Linked DNA regions of Sus scrofa: region 1 is linked to region 2. A link is a contact called in public promoter capture Hi-C data. All regions are on one chromosome and are shown on one strand. Each heading gives the region's core, a stretch centred on a gene start, on an enhancer-like site or on the middle of the called end of the contact. The rest is flanking DNA. Distances are from core to core; before and after follow the strand shown.

The links. Promoter capture Hi-C pulls out the DNA fragments that hold promoters and counts their contacts.
Region 1: a promoter capture Hi-C map of fetal liver shows a contact between it and region 2, with 3 times the contacts expected there. The contact joins the promoter of CEBPG here to the promoter of RHPN2 in region 2. A contact is called at or near these places in 1 of 5 promoter capture datasets (fetal liver) and 1 of 47 Hi-C or Micro-C datasets (liver).

Annotation. Positions count from the first base shown.
Region 1 is chr6:43,162,685-43,166,162 of Sscrofa11.1, forward strand. It overlaps CEBPG (CCAAT/enhancer-binding protein gamma), which reads left to right and starts at 2,218. Exons shown (of 4, transcript XR_002344626.1): 1 at 2,218-2,435.
Region 2 is chr6:42,889,725-42,893,290 of Sscrofa11.1, forward strand. It overlaps RHPN2 (rhophilin-2), which reads right to left and starts at 1,616. Exons shown (of 15, transcript XM_021094286.1): 1 at 1,416-1,616. The coding sequence starts at 1,484.

The sequences.
Region 1 (3,478 bases), core at 968-3,467, 270 kb after region 2:
ATAATTCATGTATGAGCATCATGGTAATGAGAGCGAACACTTTTGAGCACCTACTGTGTATCAGACAGGCTGTTGTATATCAACTCCTTTAATCCTCACAGCAATCCTATTGGGTAGGTACTGTTGTTACCCCATTTGCAGATGACAGAGGGATTAAGTCATTTGCCTGAGGTCATACAGCCCGGAAGAGGTGAAGCTGCGAACAGACAGCCTGACCCTAGAGTCTGTACCTGTTAGGTAACTAAGTAGTTAATCACAGTAGCTCTCAGGTGACTAGCCAATTTAATGAATAGGAGATCCTACTCCTCAAGTCCTTTGGAGGGGGTTTTAATGTACTGCTTGTTTGCAAATTCTTTGGATTTGTAGGCTACGTATTGGGTATCAGTAAGGCAGAGATCTTTGTGGGAAATTTTTCTTTGATTTTAATGGCTTGGGTCCTTGTGACTTGTAAGAAACAACATGGTGGATCTCCTCAACCTAGAGACAGCCTCCACCAGGCTCCCCTCTCAGGCTACAAGACATTGTCCATCTCATCCATCTCCTCTGGGGCCCTGTGCTTCGGCCACTCTGGCCTTAAATTTCTCCCATCTCAAGACCTTTAGAGAAGGCATTCCCTCTGATGGGCAAATCCTACTCATTTTACAGGGCTTTCCTAACCCACAGGCCAGGTTTGATTCCCTTCCTATAATCTCTCACAGCATCTTGCACTTCTTTCTTGCAATAGCGATGGAAATCGTAATTAGAAAATTGTATGATTATTGAATTCTGCCTCCCTTGCTGGAAGCATAAGCTCCATGTGGGCAGGGACTGTTGCTGAATCCCCACAGCTTAGCACATAGTTGGCACTAAATATTTGTAAACTGAGTAGAAGAATTACCAGCCACCAGCTGAAGAGGAAATAAATACTCTAGTCTCCCTGGCGTTGAGGAGACCTGCTGAGTGTGGAAGAAGACCTGCCCAGACAGACTCAGAGAACATTGGAGCAGCTTGGCAGCAAGTTTAGCAAACCGGGGGATAAGGAACACATCTATACAGGTTTTTTTCCTTTTTTTTTTTTTAATTGATTAGGAAATGGTGAGGATGAAATTATGATTCTGTGAGTAACAAAATCGAATCCAGTTTTAATATTGCTAAAATCGCGATCAAAGAAATTTTAACTCCAACCACTGCCCACCAAAGTGAAAAGTACTGGTTTTGGTGATATTGTGTCATTCTACCAAGTGTGCTTCTACAGTCATCAGCGTTCACTTTTGGCTGCAGCCCTTCTTATTATCTTTTTTTTTTTTGGTTTGTGTGTGCAAATGTTTTATCATCTCTTCATTGATTCCTCGAAACAGTCCCTTGCAGAAAGCTGGTACCATTGCCTGGCGAGGAAGAAACGTTTCCTCTTTCAAAGACTCCAGTTTTTGGACGATAAGAATTGCTAAAGAGGAAGCAATCAAATCTATCTGCCTCCACCCAGCTCGCTGCTTCCTGGTTGTAATACGCTTTCAGATTCTCCTGTGAATTGTCTTTGACAAATAAAGCTGGATTGCCATTCATTTTTTGAGATCAAGTCTCTCAGTCTGTTCACCTGGAAGACAGCACATGGCAGTCAGGTAAACTCAATTATTTCCTCCGTAACCACAGTCTGTACCGAAGTGACATCAATACTAATCCCACATTGGGAAAATTTTCCTTCCTTCGTTTTTCACCAAGTTTGCAGCTGCCTTCACTGCCGTGAGGTCCGGGGCTTCTCTCCAGACTCCATCCGGAGGGCGCGAGTCGCGGTGAGGCGACCGTCGGCCTCCCAGCCTACGAAGAGGCGAGCCCGGTGGGCCGTTCCGGGAAACTGTCCCTGGAAGCGACTCCGAGGCGGGGCTCCCTGAGAACGTGGTGAAACCAAAACAGAAATTGGTGATTCAAAAAAAAAAAAAAAAAAATCATCTCAGAAAATTGCGCTTTCCAAAGACAGGTGTTGCCTTCACAAGGCTACAGTTCTCCAATGCCTCCAACTTTGACAGAACCTTTTGAGCGGCGGGTCGCCCACGTCTTAGGATGTCTCCCCACGCGTTCAGTCCTGGAAACTAAGGCCGCTGCCGCCACCACCCCTGCCCATCCTAAAGCGCCGTGGGCTACGCCTCCGCCACGTGCCCGCCTCCCGCAGTCAGGCCGCTCTCGATTGGCTAGCGGCGCTGCCAATCCCAGGGGGGGCGGGAGCAACCCGTAGGCCGGCGCTCCCATTGGTCGTGGAGGCGGCGGCGGCCGCGCGCGCGGCCTGAGCGAGGAGGGGAAGCCGGTGGCTGCGGCGGCGGAACGGGCGGAGGCTCCCGGTTTCGTAACCGTCGCTCCACCTCGCTGACTCGCGGGCTGCTAGGCCTGGGTCGGGTCCGGCCGTACCGCACGGGGCCGCTTAGAGTGGAGGCCGCCTGGGGGCAGGCGGGCTAGTGGCGCAGGTAAGGAGGCCGCGAGCGGGCTGAGAGAGTTGGGAGGCCGCGGTGCTGCCAGCTGCTCGCGTGGGCGCGGCCCCAGCGAGAGGAGCCCCGGCCCGGCCCGGCCCGAGGCGGCCGGCTTGCTGGGAAGGCCCCGCGCGGCCCGCGGCGCGGGCGGCGGCCCCGCGCGGCGTCTGATGCAACCTGCCGGCAACACCCGGCGAGGCCTCTGAGCTCATCCCTGGCCCCGGCCCAGCGCCGCGGCGCCACCCGCCGACCCCCGGGCTCCCCCGGCGCCCCTGCTGCCGGCCCGGGACGGGATGCGAGCCACGCCGTGCCCCCTCCACAACCCGGCCCTCTGTGTGTGCAGTGTGACAAGCCAGGCTCGTATTGGCCCTTGGGGATAAAGGGTGTTCCCAGAATAGCCGAAGGTAGACCTTATCTTAGTGGAGTGCCACCTAGGTTGTTTCCTGCCCCTCCAGAACTACGCGGGGTCGGGTAGCCGAGAATCGGATTCAGAAGTTATTAGAGTAGTCAGGGAAGGCAGTTGATTTTTTAAATACGTGATTTTACGGAAATAGTATGGTTCCTTATGGAGCTGTACTTTTGAATACCCTTCGTTTGACTGTCGAACACCGGTTGGGTGAACGTGCAGCAACCACGAGTTGAATGGAGCAGGGGAGGGCAAGAAATGAAGCGCTTCGTTAGCATGCTCCGAGGGAACATGCTGAAGCTAATTGCCAGCAGAGGTGTCTGGGTAGAGAGGATGGAAGTGTTAAAGGGAAGGCTACTCTGTTCTTTCAAGTAAGTTTGTGTGTTTTTATGCTTCAGGAGGTTTACTTGTCTGGCTTTTCTGTTATCTGAGGTTTATTTTGTCATCTGGTTTCTTAAAATGTGCTTTTAACTTTGGTGGGTTACGCAAAAATTGGTAGTTCTGTCTCCCAGCCTACACTCAATTGAATCCGTACTTGAAGAGATTATCCTTTGGACAGATAGGTTATGGGACGCTCAAAGAAATTTTTGAGATAAAATACTGATATTTCTGCATCTAAAAGTTCTTGGTATTT
Region 2 (3,566 bases), core at 366-2,865:
GGGGGAGGAAATCAATCCTAGAAGAGAGGCAGCAACTTGCTGGAGGCTACACAGCAATTTGGTGGGGGTGGCAGTCAGGCTGAGGCTCTAGAACTGAGACCTAGGGATTCCCAGGCCTGGCCTCCTTCTGCAATTCCATGGCCTGTGATCCTCTGTACCAAATGCCACACATAATTAGAAGTTATAATCCTGTAATTCCGTGATGACATCTTTTAACTTAAATACATTCTAAAACTACATTTTTTTTTAATGCTAAAAGCAAATTTAACCAAAAAGAATTTTTTCCAACTCTCTCCTCACCTGTTTGCCATTTCCCTTCCTGCCATCCCCTGGGGCCTTCTCCTCTTCACCAGAGAGCAAAGGCCCAAAGGCAGCGTCAGGGGAGCAGGAGGAAGATGCCAAGAGCATTCACTGACTGGATCATTAGGTTTGGAACAATTAAGAATTGATGGTTCTGTGGGAAACAGTTTCACTGCCCTGTTTATAATTACGCCCTCTGCCTTCGGTCATAAACGTTATAAAAAACAGTTTCTCAACCCACCCAGTCAAATCTGGCCAAGCGCCAAAAGCTATTTTTAGACTCATGGGGACGGACAAGAAAGAAGCTGGAAGGTGTCCCCGTGACTGCCGGCTCAAAAGCACCTTGCAGCCCAAGCCTTGCCACCTGTGGGCAAGTAGGTTGGGTTGGGATTGCTTTTGAGGGACTGAGCTGCGAACTGTTACCTTCAGGGCGGGAGGCCACGTTGTGCGCCAAGCTCCCACGGAGCCCGCACTCCCCGCAGGTCTCCCCAACAATCGGATAAATCCGCTTTAGCGTAGAGAGGGGGCGAGATCGCGGCCCCCACGTCTGCGGTGCGCACGCCCTCCTGGGCTACTCCGGGCAGAAAGGCTGACAACGCCCAAGGACCCCTCCCATCCTCTAAAAAAATCGAAGAAGCGAACCTTGGAAGCATTCTGGAGAAAAGGGGAAGACCAACCTGCCTGAGTTGCTGTTTCCATTTCCCTGCTCCCGCCCGGACCGAGCGCTCAAGTGGAGGCTGCGCTCGGGTCCCCACGCGCCGCCAAACCGAGGGCGCTAGTGCATTGGGAATCCGTCCCTTCCCAAGGCGCGCCGGCCGGCCAGCCAGCGGGGGAGACCCCGAGCACCCGTCCTGGCCGCCTACTCCGCCGGCGCAGGTGCTAGGCGGCCCAGCGCCCCCTCAGTCCCGGAAGTCACATGCACTCGGCAGCCAGGTACACCGCAGCCGCACCCTTCACCCCCAGCCTCCGCCCGACGCGCCCCAGGCCCTGCACCCCCTCCCCCTCCCGGCCCGGTCGACCCCGTCGACCCCAGCCTCTCACTCCTCAGCCGCTTCACAGCCTGGGGTAAAGAAGTCTGGAGCCTGCAGACTCCCAACCTGCCCGAGGCCGCTCACCTTCCGAAAGTAGCCGTCGCCCTCCTTCTCCAGCGGCTGGGGGGCCGCGGGCAGCAGCGTGTCAGTCATGCTGGCGGCGCGGGCTCGCAGGACGGACTGAAGCTCTGTGGCGCGCTGGCCTGAGAGGGAGCCTGGCCCCGCCCCCGTCCCGCCCGCGCGGCCACCCCTCCAGCACTGCCTGAAGCCAGACCTGGAGCCCCGGAGACTGGGCGGGACCCGCCGAGACCACGCCCCAGGACCCGCCCCTGCGCCAGATTGGCTGCGTGCAGCCGGCGCCCCAGGCGAGGCGGTCACCAGCTAGAGCAGGATCCCCCCGCGCGTTGCTAGCCCTCTTTCAGCCTCGAGGCTTAAGCTAGGCGTAGTCTTTACCGCCTCAGCCCCGCGGCGCAAGGGCGGGCGGGAGTGGGAACCCAACCTTTCGTCTGGAGCCGTAGGAGTAAATGCAGCGCGTGGGCGTAGCGCCGGCTTCTCACCGGAGAAGCGCGCACACCGTGGAGACAGTGACTAGACCCGAGGCAGGTCGAGGGTGCGGCCGGAGCGCTGGGCCTTGGGTGGAGTGGGCAGGAACAACTTACGCCAGAAGGGACCCCGAGGCGAGTCTGGGACGCTGAGGAAGAGTTGGCTGCCCCACCGAGGGCCTTGGTGGGTGGCGCAAGCGGGTTGGCGTATTGATCAACGCCTCTGTCCCCCCACCCTCACTGCAGAGACTAGGAGGATCCGCTGGGGGTTGCGAATAGCGAGGAGAAAAGGTTCACCCAAGGAGGGATCCGCAGAAAAGGTTTAGTGGCCAATAGACTTCGAGGAATGTCCTTGAACACTTTTTTTTTTTTTTTTAAGAGTCCCAGCTGAGTCACATGGAGGTTCCCAGGCTAGGGGTGGAATGGGAGCTGTAGCCACCGGCCTACGCCGCAACTGCAGCAATGCCAGATCCGAGCCAGCGGCTGCAACCTACACCACAGCTCAGAGCAATGATCCTTAATCCAGTGAGTGAAGACAGGGATCAAACATGAGTCCTCATGGTTACTAGTCAGATTCGTTCCCACTGAACCACGATGGGAACTCCTGAACAGGTTTCTTAACCTCAGTTTTCTCAACTGCAAAATGGGCTGGATCACCCTCTCTCCAGATGGTCGAAGGTATTATAAACAAAAGCGGTGTATAAAGCGCCTAACTGCACGGTAGAGACGCGAATCGCTTAGGAGGCAAAGAGGGACTCCTGAGGACAGAGCTCTCGCTCCCTCTCTCTCCCTCCCTCCCTCTCCCTCTCTCGCCCTCTCCCTCTCGCCCACCCGCCTCTGATCAGTGGACTCAGGAGGTAGAAACCTAGCAGACCTAGAATCTGGACTGGGGTACCTAAGCCAAGACCCTCCCCTTCCCTTCCCGCCCCCTCCCAGCTCACGGAGCCTCGTCCCTCCTGGCCGCAGCCTGGCAGTTTCTGCCCCCTCCCCCAACCAGAGGACACCTTTGCGCAGTTACTGCTGCGTTTGGCAGGTAGAACACAACACAATGTGCTTGCAAAGTAAGCCAAGCGTTACCTTTTCTCTCTCTCTCTCTCTCTCTTTTTTTTTTTTTTTTTTTTTTTTTTGTATTTTCTAGGGCCGCACCCGCGGCATATGGAGGTTCCCAGGCTAGCAATCTAATCGCAACTGTAGCCGAGGGCCTAAGCCACAGCCACAGCAGCATGGGATCCTTAGCCTACTGAGCGAGGCCAGGGATCAAACCCACAACCTCATGGTTCCTAGTTGGATTCGTTAGCCACTGAGCCACGACATAACTCCAGCGTTGCCTTTTCTTAAAAAAAAAAAAAAAAAGAAGGGGGGGTTCATGAGATTTTAAAAACAAAGAGTAAGAAGCGAATCCGGGTGTTGAAGACACACCAGCCTACCCTGAGTTCCCGGGCATCCTCAGAAGAAAAGAAGCACTTCTCTGTGCTTCCTAGCATGCATCTCCTGGCCACATGAAGCATCTGGATGTCATTCCTTGGGGCTATGCAGGACCAGACCTCCCTAGACATTCTCAAGGCTCCTGGCAGGGGGCTCACAGGCCTGACCCCGTATCTCTGATCCTGCTGTGATTAGGAAATGAGAGCTGCTGCTGCTGTTGCTGCTGACCCAGCAGGAGAGTAATATCTAACCTCCTATTTGTCAACCC